Linked DNA regions of Mus musculus: region 1 is linked to region 2. Evidence: chromatin contacts called from public promoter capture Hi-C data. All regions are on one chromosome and are shown on one strand. Each heading gives the region's core, a stretch centred on a gene start, on an enhancer-like site or on the middle of the called end of the contact. The rest is flanking DNA. Distances are from core to core; before and after follow the strand shown.

Region 1 (6,876 bases), core at 4,315-6,814, 380 kb before region 2:
TGCTCTTACAGAGGAGCTGAGCTCAGTTGTCAGCACCAACTTCAAACAGCTCAGAAAACCACTTATAACTCCAGCTCCAGGGGATCTCACACTCTGGCCTCCTTGGGTACCAGAACTAACATGCACATACCCCTAAGATACATATATCTCAAAGATAAAGATACAGACACACACACACACACACACACACACACACACGTGTAAAAATTTATCTAGTGGTGGTAAGATGCCTCAGTAAGTAAAGGCACTTGCCACCAAGCTCAATGACTTGACCCACCTGATGGAAAGAAGGAGCTGACTCCTTCAAGTTGTCCTCTGACCTCTGCACATGGACTGCGCATGCACATACAAGCAAAATAAACAAATAAATATAATAAAAAAATCTTAAACATATATTTAAGTATTTTTATGTTCTAGTACTAGTCTGCATACCTCAGATAAAATGGTTGTTACTATGGTGAATACACACACACACACACACACACACACACACACACACATATATATACACTTACATACACACACACAAACACACTCAGTTTTAAGAAAGTGTGACACTAGCAAGATTTTGCTGAAAGCACCCAGATATAGCTGTCTCTTGTGAGACTATGCTGGGGCCTAGCAAACACAGAAGTAGATGCTCACAGTCAGCTATTGGATGGATCACAGGGCCCCCAATGGAGAAGCTAGAGAAAATACCCAAGGAGTTAAAGGGATCTGCAACCCTATAGGAGGAACAACATTATGAACTAACCAGTACCCCCCTGGAGCTCGTGTCTCCAGCTGCATATGAATCAGAAGATGGCCTGGTCGGCCATCAGTGGAAAGAGAGGCCCATTGATCGTGCAAACTTTATATGCCTCAGTACAGGGGAATGCCAGGGCCAAGAAGTGGGAGAGGGAGGGTGGGGGAGTGGGTGGGTGGGGGAGTGGGTGGGGGAGCGTGTGGGGGACTTTTGGGATAGCATTGGAAATGTAACTGAAATAAATACCTAATTTAAAAAAAAAAGAAAGTGTGATATGTTATAAAAAAATGAAGAAGTATCTAAAAAATTAAATATAAAATATCAAGGAAGTTCAGGAAGCAGTGAAGTTTCCTGTTAAAAATATGGGTAAAGGGTTGGAGAGATGGCTCAGTGGTTAAGAGCACTGACTGCTCTTCCAGAGGTCCTGAGTTCAATTCCAAGCAACCACATGGTGGCTCACAACCATCTGTAATGGGATCTGATGCCTCCTTCTGGTGTCTCTGAAAACAGCTACAGTGTACTCGTCATATATATATATATAGAAAATAAATAAATAAATTCTTTTTAAAAAATGTGTGTAAAAATTTATTCTTCTTTCTAAATTTTGTATTTTATTTATAATATGTATGAGTGTTTTCCCTGCCTGTATATCTGTGCATCACCTAGGTGCCTGGTGCATACAGAAGTAAGAAGAGGGTGTTATGTTAGATCCCCTGGACTAGATTCACAGATAGTTATAAGCCACCACATGAGTGTTGGGACTTGAACTCAGGTCCTCTGGAAGAGTAGCCAGTGCTCTTAGCCAAGGAGCCATCTCTTCAGCTCCAGATTATTAGTCTTTGACTCTACAAGGAAAAAGTGAAAAGGTACTAACATTCATTTACATTGGGTCCTAGCTGGATCCTTCCATCCATCATCTATATAGTTCCCATGCCCCTGTGATCATCCTTTTATAGGTGATTACTTATGCTCAGAGGTGTGAAATCTGCCCGTAGAGAAAATAAGTTCAAGCCCAGAATGAAATGAGTTAATCAGTCTATCTAAACCAGTGCTTCTCAACCTTCCTAATGCTGGGACCCCTTAATACAGTTCTTCATGTTGTGGTGACCCCCAATCACAAAATTATTTTCATTGCTACTTTGTAACTGTAATTTTTCTACTGTTATGAATAATAATGTAAATATCTGATATGTAAGGTATCTGACATTCATCACTGTGAAGGGATAGTTCAACAAAATGGGTAGAAACGCATAGGTTGAGAGCCACTGATGTAAACTAAAATTCTTCACCATTTCCAATACAATACTCTAACTTTTTACAGGGCTTAAAACAAGAGGGAGGGCTGGAGAGATGGCTCAGTGGTTAAGAGCACTGACTACTCTTCCGAAGATCCTGAGTTCAAATCCCAGCAAACACATGGTGGCTCACAACCATCCGTAATGAGATCTGATGCCCTCTTCTGGTGTGTCTGAAGACAGCTACAGTGTACTTACATTTAATAATAAATAAATCTTTGGGCCAGAGCGAGCAGGGCCAAAGTGAGCAGGGCCGGAGCGAGCGGGGCTGGAGCGAACAGAGGTCCTGAATAAAATTCTCAGCAACCGCATGACGGCTCACAACCATCAGTACAGTTACAGTATACTCATATACATAAAATAAAATAAAATAAATAAATCTTAAAAAATAAACAAACAAGAGGGAATAAGGTGGACAGTGATGGCACACACCTTTAGTCCCAACACTCCTTGGGAGGCAGAGGCAGGCAGATGTTGTATGTTGGAAGCCAGCCTGCTCTATGGAGAGGTCCAGGGCATACAAATAAAAAAACATAAAACCAAGAGGGGAAGTTAGAATTTAAGTAACGGTGAACCTTTTTAAAATTGGAACTGTAAAAATGAAAAAGGCCGTTTTTCCTGTGCTATGTGAGGATTTTCCATTCATTAATTAAGAATGCCTAAAACAAAGCTTCTTAAACTTTTGCACTTAGGACAGAAAAAAACTAAACACAGCTTAGAATTCACTTAGCTTCAGTCAAGTCCAACAGGAAGTCTATTTTGAAATCTCTAAATGTTATCTTAGAAATTAATGTTAATATTGCCTTCTCTTTGTGTCATCTTTGATTTGTATGAATTTATCCAATTCTTCAAATGAAATTAAGGACTATTTCATGTGTCATTTACACACCTACAGATCTTTTTCTTGAATACTGAAGCTTATTCAACAGAACTTTATTTCTGTTGTTCTGGGAATCAAGCTAGACAGTACTCAGCCACTGAACTACAGACCCAGCCTGAATTAGTGTCAATACCTCAATTTGAAAAACTTAGGTCAGAGGGGATAAAGTTATGTTTGCATTAGTCATGAACCTGTGACCTGCAGTGAGGATTATCTAGTGCCAAATATAACTCCTCAGTTATTAGCAGTAGCCTTATTTGCAAGAAAGTATCACTAACTCATATACAAAAGCAAAACCCTCCTTCCCCACATCACCACAACTGAAGCAAACCCTCTACTGAGAATGAGGAAACGCCTCCATTTTTCTCATAAGCCTTTTAAGGCCACTGTAATAAAAAAGGTCTTGAATCTAGAAATGTTAAAAAGATTACACAGAAAATGATAATACTCCCTCTCAGTGTTCCCCTCTGGTAAAAGGTAGTCAACAGATTCCTTAATATTTTCCAAAGCACTTGCAACTGAACTGATTTATTCAACATCACAGTCCACTCTCAGACTAAAACAACACCAGGCATTATCCCTATTTCACAGAATAAGAAAACAAGGTCAATGGTAGGATAAATATCTCTTCCAAGACTGTAATTACAGAAGCAAAGAGAAGCTTCCATCCAGGCAATCTGATTTTCAGGCAACTGACCTACCAAGGAAAATTGGACATTTTTCTTATTTTGACATATTTCTTATTTGCTTTTCAAACTGTAGCATATACTAAACAAGTCATACGGTGTCCATTCAATAACAAACTATTTGACAAACAGAAAGAAACTGCACAATTATGTAACTGCAAACACTGATTAGCACTCTTGCTCTCTTATGATACATTCCTACTACTGATTTTCACAAAAAAAAAAAAAAACCTAGAAAAGTGGCAAGGTGGGAAATAAGTTAAATCTCTCTCTCTCTCTCTCTCTCTCTCTCTCTCACACACACACACACACACACACACACTCAGTAATGGCAGCCCAATTCAAGTTCATGATCTGGTTGTTTGCCTTACATATACTGTTATGGATTATTTCCTTGTCTTTCCCATTTACGTGTTACTTTGTTGTTGGAAGCAATGTTCCTCCCCCTCCTCCAAACCTTAATGCACAATGATTCGTTATATCTCCCACCTAAATAAGACCTCCAGAATGTGCCATATAAAGAAAATTCGACTGCTAGGCGTTTCTCCTTTCTAGTAAAATGCTAACATAACATATGCCAACACTTGAGACCCCCCCCCAAAAAAAAGAAGTGGTATTATCTGTGAAAAAGATTTACAGCCCTTTTAAACCTGTATGTTAATTCCTGTGCCATTAACTTTTTATAGCATTCTATGAACTCTCTACAACAAAGGGGGGAAACTAAGTGTCAGGATTTCAACCGATGAATCTGGGTGGAACAAAGACTTCTCCTCTCATTATGCAGTGAGAACCAAGTTGCCAAAAAAAAAAAAAAAAAAAAAAAGCTCCCCTCAGACGACACCCTTCGTAGTTACTAGCTGCATGTCTGGATGTACAGGGGGGAAATCATCAGGTCAAATACTGCCGCTGCCTACTTGGTTCCTACCCCTTTGCCAAAGGCGTCGTCCCAGAGCTAGAGCCCCAATCTTTTTCTCCCCAATACAGCTAAGCAGCTTAACCCTCTGAGTTCCATAACCTCCGGTGTCTTACGCAGGCGTCCCCGGGAACAAATCACGTTCGAAATTCAGTCGATGCCCCTGTCCCCACCCTCCCAGACCCCACAGGACTGCTCCTAACAGCCACTGGCCTGGCGTCAGAAAGGGCAAACCCGGATCCCCCACAAACCCTCAACCCCGCCACTCCCTACCCATTCGCCGGCCAAGGCGAGCAGGGAAAGGGACCAGCGCGCAGCCCTCAGTCTCGCCCCAGCCCAATAGAGGGGCGAGGCAGATGCAGCCCAGTCAGCCCTCCTCGCGCCCCTCAGCAGCGGCGAGGTGGATACTCCATACCAGGGCGAGGGGCATCGCCCAGCCGCCCGAATCAGACTGGCAAGTAGGGGAAGGTGTGGTCCAGCAGTGGCGGCCTGGATAGATTGCCTGGCGGGTCCCAGGTCCTGTCCCCGAGACACCCGGGCCTCGCCCGCATCCCATCTTCTCGCAGTCGCCACCAAAGCCTACCCAAGACACTCCTCCCGGCTGCGAACGCCGCCCAAGGGGCTGTGGGGTCTGCGCCGCATCAGGCTAGTGACAGGTGGCGACGGGTGACCATGGCAACCCACGGTGCACGGCGGCCCGCCCCCGCCTCCTGGAATCCGCTCACCTGAGAGCTCCGGGCGGAGCCGGCAGAAGCGGTGGAGGAAAACGCGGAGGAGAGGCCGGCGGCCAGAGCCCCGAGACAGCCAATTCCAGTCTAAGGCGCGAGCGCGAGGGCGGCGGTCTGGGCTAAGCAGCCCGCACGTCAATCCATCAGCTCGTCAGCCGGTCCTGCTCGCGTCCGCCCCGATCCCGCCTCCGACCGCTCCGCTCCGCGGACTGCGGTTGTCAAGCGCCGCTGGAACGGAGCTCCAGCCGCCAGCTGCAGCCAATCACTGCTCGTCCCTGGAGCCGCCTCAGGACCCCTCCTCGCGAGGCGGCTAGGCAGGTGCCTGAGCAGAAGAGTCGGCTGGGCCAGCCCAGGAGGGTAGGGCGGGGCCTAGAGGCGGGGCCTAACACGGGGGCGGGCAGAATCTAAGACTGACGCCTGGAGGCTCCTGGCCCTCGCCTTCTCTGCTCTTATGGTTTAGGAGATGACTGTAAGGAGAATGTAGGCCCAGAACCTTCGGGTGACGCTATGTTATGTCCCAAAATAGCGTGGACAGGTGTGGTAGTTTGAATGAGAATTGCCCCCATACTCATGCATTTGAATGCTTGTCCCCAGTTACTGGACTGACAGGAAAAGATAAGGATAGCAGTTCTCAACGTATGGGTCCCAACACCTCCTAGGAGGGTAACATATCATATAATTTCAATTCATAGCAGTAACCAACTGGTCTGAAGTAGCAACGAAAATAATTTTATGGCTGGGGGTGAGGAGGCCACCAAAAGATGAGCAACTGTATTAAAGAGTCGCAGCATTAGGAAGGTTGAGAACCACTGGATTAGGTGTGAACAAGTTGGAAGAGATGTCACTGAGGGTGGTCTTGGAGGTTTCAAGAGCCAGTCCTTTCTGGCTTTTTTTTTTTTTTGTAAGATTTATTTATTATATGTAAGTACACTGTAGCTGTCGCCAGACACCCCAGAAGAGGGCATCAGATCTCACTATGGATGGTTGTGAGCCACCATGTGGTTGTCAGGATTTGAACTCAGGACCTCCAAATAGAGCAGTCAGTGTTCTTAACCGCTGAGCCATCTCTCCAGTCCCAAGCCAGCCTTTTCTTCGTTTTATGTCTGGTGCTTGTGGATCACGTGTAAGCTGTTAGCAACTGCTCCAGCATCAGGCCTCCCTGTCTGCTGGCACATTCACTGCCAAGACCGTCATGAACTAACCCTCTGGAACCCTGAGCTAAAAATTAAATGCTGTCTTTTATAAGTTGCCTTGGTCGTGGTGTTTCATCACATCAATAAAAAAAGTAGCTAGGACAACCTGTCTGACACTTCCAAATGTCTTCTGTGCACTGGGTTTGACTCTTAATTCTACTCCAACGATTAACTAATAAAGCTTAAGTGAAATAAATACTCCTTCCTTGCCCTTTTCCGTACTCCATCTCCCTCCATGAAAACCATCCCCTTCCAGGCTCTCCATGTGTAAAGCTAATCCTATCTTGAAGCACTTAACAAGGCTGCTGTTTTGAACTGCCCTTTTATTTACAGTAGTAACCTCACTCCTACACATTTGTGTAGTAGTATTCCCCCAGATACGTACTGCTCAAGGAGCTGAACCTCCAGGAACCTTAGCATAAAGAATCCAGAACTC
Region 2 (6,592 bases), core at 1,580-4,079:
TGTGCCAACCTGTCCTCATGACATGATCGACCCTCTCCAACCCCCTTGCCTTCCTCAATGCTACCCACATCAAGATGTATTTCTTGGGGGCCCAGGGCTCAGAATCCTTAACTTTGGGCTGTTCATTTCTTCTTTGGGTTACAATTCCCCCACCCTTCAGAGGAAGTAGGATATTTACACACTTTCAGATGCTCCCGAGCCATTCAGTAAAATAATTTGGAATTTTTGTTTTCTGCTTAAGATTTTAGGGAAAAGATTTAAGGAGGGGAAAATTTGATGAGGGTGAGAATGATCCTAAATCTGAAACTCTCTATCCTAAGTTGTCCCCATGGTTACTTAAGGACAAGGGAGACAGTTTTGCCTCCAGCTCCAGAGGTACAAAGAACAAAAGAGTGACCATTTTTCTTCAAACAAGTCCCTGTGGGGATCTGGGAGCAGCTTCGACTCAAACTGTGTTTGGATTCTGCGTCTATATTTATAATTTATTTGAACTGTGACGGATAAAGTGTTCTCATTTGGGGCCCAAGTTAGCAACTGGCCCATCAACTACTTTAGAGTAGGAGTTATCCACTCCCACCGAGCATTCGTACTCCAGGGCTCGCTCTAGGGTTGAAAAGGCTCTTCCTGGCAAGAGTCTGGCTATGGCCAAGAGAGTCTTGATTTAGGCTATGGTCTTTCCATGGCCGCCGGAAGAGGAAAGACCAGTTCACCTCATTACCTCCAGGGGGCTGGGCAGCAGTAAGTGCCAAGGGCAGCTCTGTCCTCATGAGACTCGTGTCCTCTCCAACCAGGGCTGGCACCACCACTTTGCCTAGTCAGGCCTGAAGCGGGAGAGGTGTCTGGTTTCTCTAGCTATTGCAGGAGGCCAACAAGCAGGGAACTTGCCCTTTGCCCTGGTAGACTTTACCATGTGGAGACGCCTATCCAGGACCTTTCTTAGACATGAGTCCCCTTCAACATCCTGACCATGGGCCTCCTATTTCTGGGATTGCAGATCGAGGATGTGGGGAGAATGTTGCATGTTGTTCTGTGGTGCTTGTTACTACACATTTGAATAAACAGTGCTGCGAACATTTGCCAAGAAGAAGCCAAGACCAGAGGACTTCTGGGGATTTTTTTCCCCTTCTCCTTTTCCCTCGCTCTATGTTCTTGGACAAATTTCAGCATTTCTACCAAGACACTCCTCTCCTTGCAACTCTGAACCCCAGGCAACAGAGTCTGCTGGCTAGGCAATTGCTTCTGGCAAGCCCCAGTCTAGTGACATCGACTCTTTTGGCGGCACCCAATTACTCCAAAGAAACCAAGACTCATTAGCAAACTTGGACCAAACTCAAAAGGCAAAAGACAGTGGCTTCCACAATGCTGCCTCCGTTTGCTCTCCTACCATCTGTGACCCAAAGGACAAATCGAGGGCCATATGCTTCCCTCTTCTCACTGTAGTGTTCACGCTGCACAAACTCACACCTATCCATCTCCTCAGACAGTCACATGTCACATTTACATTCTCTAGAAAAATGTACTTGGGCACAGTTTTACATTTAGTCTCATCAGGTTTCTGGGCCTCTTAGGGACCACCTCTGGGTGGGTCTTAGGTTTAGAACTTCTGCCCTCAGATGTTATTCTTTATGTAGTTAAACTGCTCTTATATGGGAGGCAGAAAGTCACAGACCTTGACTTAATTGCTCCCAAACTTGGCTTCATTTTAGGCAAAGGGATGCAATATGGCGTGATGGGTGAGGTAGTCAAAGAAAAAGAGGATTAATATTTAATTTCCAATGAGAATGGGGACGGAGATGAAGGTAGATTTTTGTCTCTTCTGTGAGGGTGGGAAGAAATATTATCAGCTGAGAAGGTGGGTGATTAAGGTACTTTCTGGACCTTAGCAGAAAAAAAGAAAGAAAGAAAGAAAGAAAGAAAGAAAGAAAGAAAGAAAGAAAGAAAAGAAAAGATAGATATGAGAAACCTCCCTATGCCAAGGCTTCAATAGCAGCTTTTCCAGCGGTGAAAAGATTCACTAGAAAAAGAAGCCAAAATGATGAATGGAGTCAGGGTCCAGCCAGGATTTGGGAAGAGGCGGTGCAGGTTATCGATTGTAGTTCCCAGGAGGAGAGAGACGATCAGCAGAGACACTGCAAACACCAGCAGCCTTGGGGCTACCCTAGTTCTGGGGCTGGTTCTGGATCGGCGATAGCCTTCTGTCATACTGACAGGTGATCTTAGCAAGCTCAGCCAGGTCCTCCCAAACCTAAGACACAGTACTCCAAACCTCCGTTCTGCATCAAGGCAGCGTGCGTTTCCCATAGAGGAACAGCACAGGAGCTGTGGCCCTCCCCCACCCCAAGCCCTGTGTCCTTCAGCACGTCCTGCACACTCCCTCCCCTTGCCCTTCTGATTCACTGCGCCCACCTCCTTGCACCTACCCTATTCGATCTACAGGGGTGCAGAGGCGCTTCGTGGCCGCCAGCCCAGGAAGGGGCGCCAGCCAGCTGGCGGATGCACGGCTTTAGAAGAGTATCTTGGGCAGAAAGAGGTTTGGGGCTCGGGTATGCGCAGTAAGTTTGGGAGAGTGAACTAGTGGCACAAAGGACGTGTACGGAGGGGTTGAAAGAGGATATCCCGAGGCTTTGATCTCTCCTTCCCCGCGTGCGATTGTGCATTTCGGAAGGGATCCCTCGGCTAGCTCCGTAAGCATCGCCACCCCTCCGCAACTACACTTCCCAGAAAGCTGTGTTGAGAGTGAGGTAGTGGCAGGAGGCACGAGCTGCGCTTGCGCAGAGAGTGAACTGGCAAGGTAGGGGGAGAGGGAGGCGTGCCCCCGGTCGGAGGGTGGGGGGAGGGGGCCGCGCGGCGGCGGCGCCAGGGCGGGCGCGCGTCCGCGGCGGTGATGGCGGTGCGTGAACGCGCGGTGGCAGCAATGGCCGCTCTGGAGCGGCGAGTGCCGAGTCTCGATGACTTCGCGGGACAGAGCTGGAGCTCGTGGGTGGAGCGGGCCGACCTGCCTGCGGCAGACGGTGAGTACAGACACATTAGAATCCGGGGACCCCATCACTATCTCCCCTCCCCCCCAGGGCCCCCTCCAGCTGAGGGGAGCCGCCGACTAGAGCCGCCGTCCGGCTCCCCGGCCCCCCAAACAAAGGACCCGCCGGGTCCTAGTGCCCGCCTGCTCAGACACCTTCGCGCCTCCGGGTCCTAGCGCCGGCGTATCGCTCGCAGCCCACCCTGCCCACCTCTGTCTCTGCGGGTGTACAGTACCTGCCCCCCACTTTACTTGCCTTTATCTTTCTTCTCGTGAGCCGTCCTCCAGCTTTTTTCGGTTCTGCACCTGCTCCGGCTCTACCCATCTGCAACAGTCCTCTCCACGTGTTTCCCACGCACCCCACTTCTGTGCCCCCCTCCCCACCCACTTGATTCTTCGCCTTTTGCCCCGCACCTTAGCTTCTTTCAACGTCTCCCTGTCTGCTCAGTTTTCCCGAACCCCCGCCCCCTCTGCTTTAGTTCATCCATCCTCCATCCATCCATCCATCCATCCTCCCGACCTCCCTCTATCAGTCCATCCATACATGACTCCAAGCCTCCATCCTTTCCTGGGCCTCTTGTCCTGCCCCTTGGCTCTCTTCCTTGACCCCTATTTTCTGTAGGCCCTTGAGTGTCTTTGGTGAGCAGGCCTGCAGCCCCTTCTGATCTTTGTCTCCTGGGCCCCAGGGAGCACCTGGCCTCGTGGCCTTTCGGGGTGACAACAAGCATCACACCCCTGAAGAAGTTTGCAAGTGAGAAGAGGTGGAGGAGGAGATCTCATGGAGCGGTCTCTAATGCCACTTGTTCTCTTTTGAGACCTCTGACTTACAGCTCTGTTCTGTCATTCCCCACACTTGAATTTAAGGGACTTAAAAGAGTGGGAGCTGCCCCTTATCTTTTGCATGCCTAACCCACTACCACTTACATCTGGGTATTATGATTGCCAATAATCTTCTCATCCTAGAAAGGGGCCACTCTGTTAGTGAGCATTAGAGAGTCATCCTAGATGGGCATACAGGCCACCCTTGGACTGCCCCCATGCTGAGTGGGCTAAGATGGGGCCCTCGCTGGGTCTAGGTGCACTGAGAACTGGAAATGGACTCAGATTTGGTGACTCAGAATTGATCCCCCCACCCCCACCCCAAGGGACAGGGAGGGGGCTTAGAGGAGGGGGGCGAGGAGTGAGGTAGGGGGATGGGGAAAGAGCTGCTTTGCACAGCTAAGATGTTTTTGTCATTAACCCAGAAACTGAGGTACAAGGGCAACCCCTGGACAAAGCCCCCCTAAGAAGGGGAGGGGCTTGCGTAGCTGATCAAGGAGACTTTGAAGATGCCAAAGGGTCCAAAGACAACAGTTTTTCTACTCTATGGCCATCCTATCAGTGCAGGACCTGAGAAGCTGAGTGTAACTTTGATGATACTATGGTAACTTGGGTGGAGCAAAATGAGTTTATGGGGGTGGGGATCTGGGAGGGCATTTGTCTGGGATGCCACAGAGTAGAAGAAAGGACCCATGCGAGCAGTCTCAAAAGGGACCTGTAGAAAAATTTTAGAACCATTTCCCTTTTAAATGGGGGAAGCAAGGCCCAGAAAAGAGACATTTACCCATAGTGGCCCATCTAGTCAGCCGTGGAACTAACTCTGTACTGTACCCGGGAGTGAAGGGTCACTGTGATCCTTAATGGGGTCATCATAGGCATTTGTGAGTGACCCGTGGAAAGTGTCTTCAGGAATTCTGAGTGCTTGTCTGGGAATGTGGGCTTCATACCATTGGGCTGCAGGCCCTGCTGGGTTCTGGGACTCGGGTGGGCATCCTCAACTGTGCTTCTCCTCCAGGGGCTGAACTAGAGGAGAACAGCAAAAACACGAAGAAACTTGACGCCATGACCCTCATTAAAGAAGGTGGGAGTCCTGCACAGAGGCTGGGTGTCGGGAACGTGGACCAAGCTTTCCCTCTCCCACTGGAGGAAGGAGCTTGAAGCAGCAGCGGGACTGCTGGGGGAAGAAACCTCCTTTTGATAAGTCTGAGTCAGTCAGTTGTCCTGGCCCCTGGGACCTGCTGGTGGTGATCCTAATCACGTGTGGTTGGTGCCCACATACAGGAAAGCCCATACACTTTGGGTCTGGTCAGATGGACTGGGGAGGCTGGGAGCGTCCAGCAGAACTATCAGTTGGAAGGCTGAGCGTCTTCTAAGTGGTGGCGTTGAGAGTGTTCCTTGAGCTAGGGAAATCCGGAGAATTTGACCCGAGTGATAAAGGGTTCTGTCGTTGCAGACATGTCCATCTTCGGGCACTGCCCTGCCCATGATGACTTCTATTTGGTTGTATGTAACCACTGCAGCCAGGTGGTGAAGCCCCAAGCCTTCCAGAAGCATTGCGGTGAGGGGCACCCTAGGGAGGCGATAAGGGGGCGGGCGGGTGGGTGGGATGGTGGAACATGGACCTCTTAGGACATTGTCAGTCTGGAGGTCATATGGGCTAAAGGAAGATGGTGCTGGGGACAGCTTGAGTGTTGGAGGTGTCGGGATTATTGTTGGAACAAGCTTCTAGCATCAAGTGAAGTTAAGAGGCTCAAGAAGCGTGGTCTAGAATTTTGACTCTTGAAAGGCTCAATCTTAAATGGGAAGGAGAGACACTCACAACCCAAGCGCTAGGGATTGGCGGGCTGGTTAGGAGAGGGGGAAGGAGGCACTCAATACCGCTCACCTCAGTTACTCTCTCCACCTCCTGGTGACAGAAAGAAGACATGGGCCCCTCAGCAAGCTTTATGCCCGGGCCCCACCCCCACCTCCAGCCCCTGCCAGCTCTCAAAAATGCCATGTAGTGAATGGGCAGGGCCCAGCTTGTAGAGCCCCAGGTTCCACCAAAACCTCCTCCAGGGAGAAGGGCCAGGGGTCCCGGAGCCGTGGCCATCAGCCTCCTGAGAAGACCCAGAAGGACAGCCTCTGGTAAGAAGAAGCTGGAAACCCCTAAAAGTAGCCCTGACCCTGACCCAAGAAAGGGTTGACACTTAGCCCTGCTTGCAGGATACTGCTCACAGCCAAGAAATAGCTAACCCCATCTGCAGCTCCTTCCCATATATTCCAGGGAACATGGGCTCCCCCTTTTTTTCCACGCCTCTCTTGGAGTTCACCCAAGCTCCAGAGCTAGGGAGGAGATGGCTCTGGGCTAGAGTCCAGACCCCAGTCCCAGCCTCCCCACCTCCCAGCCCATACCCTCTCTCCACGTGTAGCCTTTTCGTGCCTGTGGTGAATCTGGAGAAGATATCCAGTCTCCCGAAACCTGATGCACATGGAGTCAGGGTGGCCCCACCCTCTGCTCTCCTCAGTCAGCCAGGAGGCCTCCCCAAGGACTCCCCTGGAAAAGTCCCCACGGCCCCCTCTCCTAAAGAACCTCCTGGCAGAGAGAACATCGAGCTTGTCCCCGGTGAGGGCTCCAGTCACCGCGCCGAAGGCAGCCCCCCGGAGAAGGAGGCCAGTGGAGCCAGGCTTCCTCCTAAAACCCACCGAAAGATGGCTCGTGAGTAGTTATGGACGTGGGACTCAGAAAGGCGGAGTGGAGACCTCACTGGGCTTCTC

What was found. Promoter capture Hi-C pulls out the DNA fragments that hold promoters and counts their contacts.
Region 1: a promoter capture Hi-C map of stem cell-derived epiblast-like cells shows a contact between it and region 2, with 2.7 times the contacts expected there. The contact joins the promoter of Wdr47 here to the promoter of Atxn7l2 in region 2. A contact is called at or near these places in 11 of 39 promoter capture datasets (the 3T3-L1 cell line, the C10 cell line, cranial neural crest and 5 more), 3 of 484 Hi-C or Micro-C datasets (CD8 T cells, embryonic stem cells and regulatory T cells), 7 of 115 datasets of contacts at active chromatin or transcription factors (astrocytes, bone marrow-derived macrophages, craniofacial prominence and 4 more) and 2 of 9 other capture datasets (liver and pancreatic islet).

The regions. Positions count from the first base shown.
Region 1 is chr3:108,589,966-108,596,841 of GRCm38.p6, reverse strand. It overlaps Wdr47 (WD repeat domain 47), which reads right to left and starts at 5,564. Exons shown (of 15, transcript NM_181400.3): 1 at 5,245-5,564.
Region 2 is chr3:108,206,764-108,213,355 of GRCm38.p6, reverse strand. It overlaps Atxn7l2 (ataxin 7-like 2), which reads left to right and starts at 2,829. Exons shown (of 11, transcript NM_001289545.1): 1 at 2,829-3,011; 2 at 4,851-4,916; 3 at 5,289-5,393; 4 at 5,752-5,962; 5 at 6,247-6,533. The coding sequence starts at 2,885. Sypl2 (synaptophysin-like 2) reads left to right here. Exons shown (of 6, transcript NM_008596.1): 6 at 1-1,090.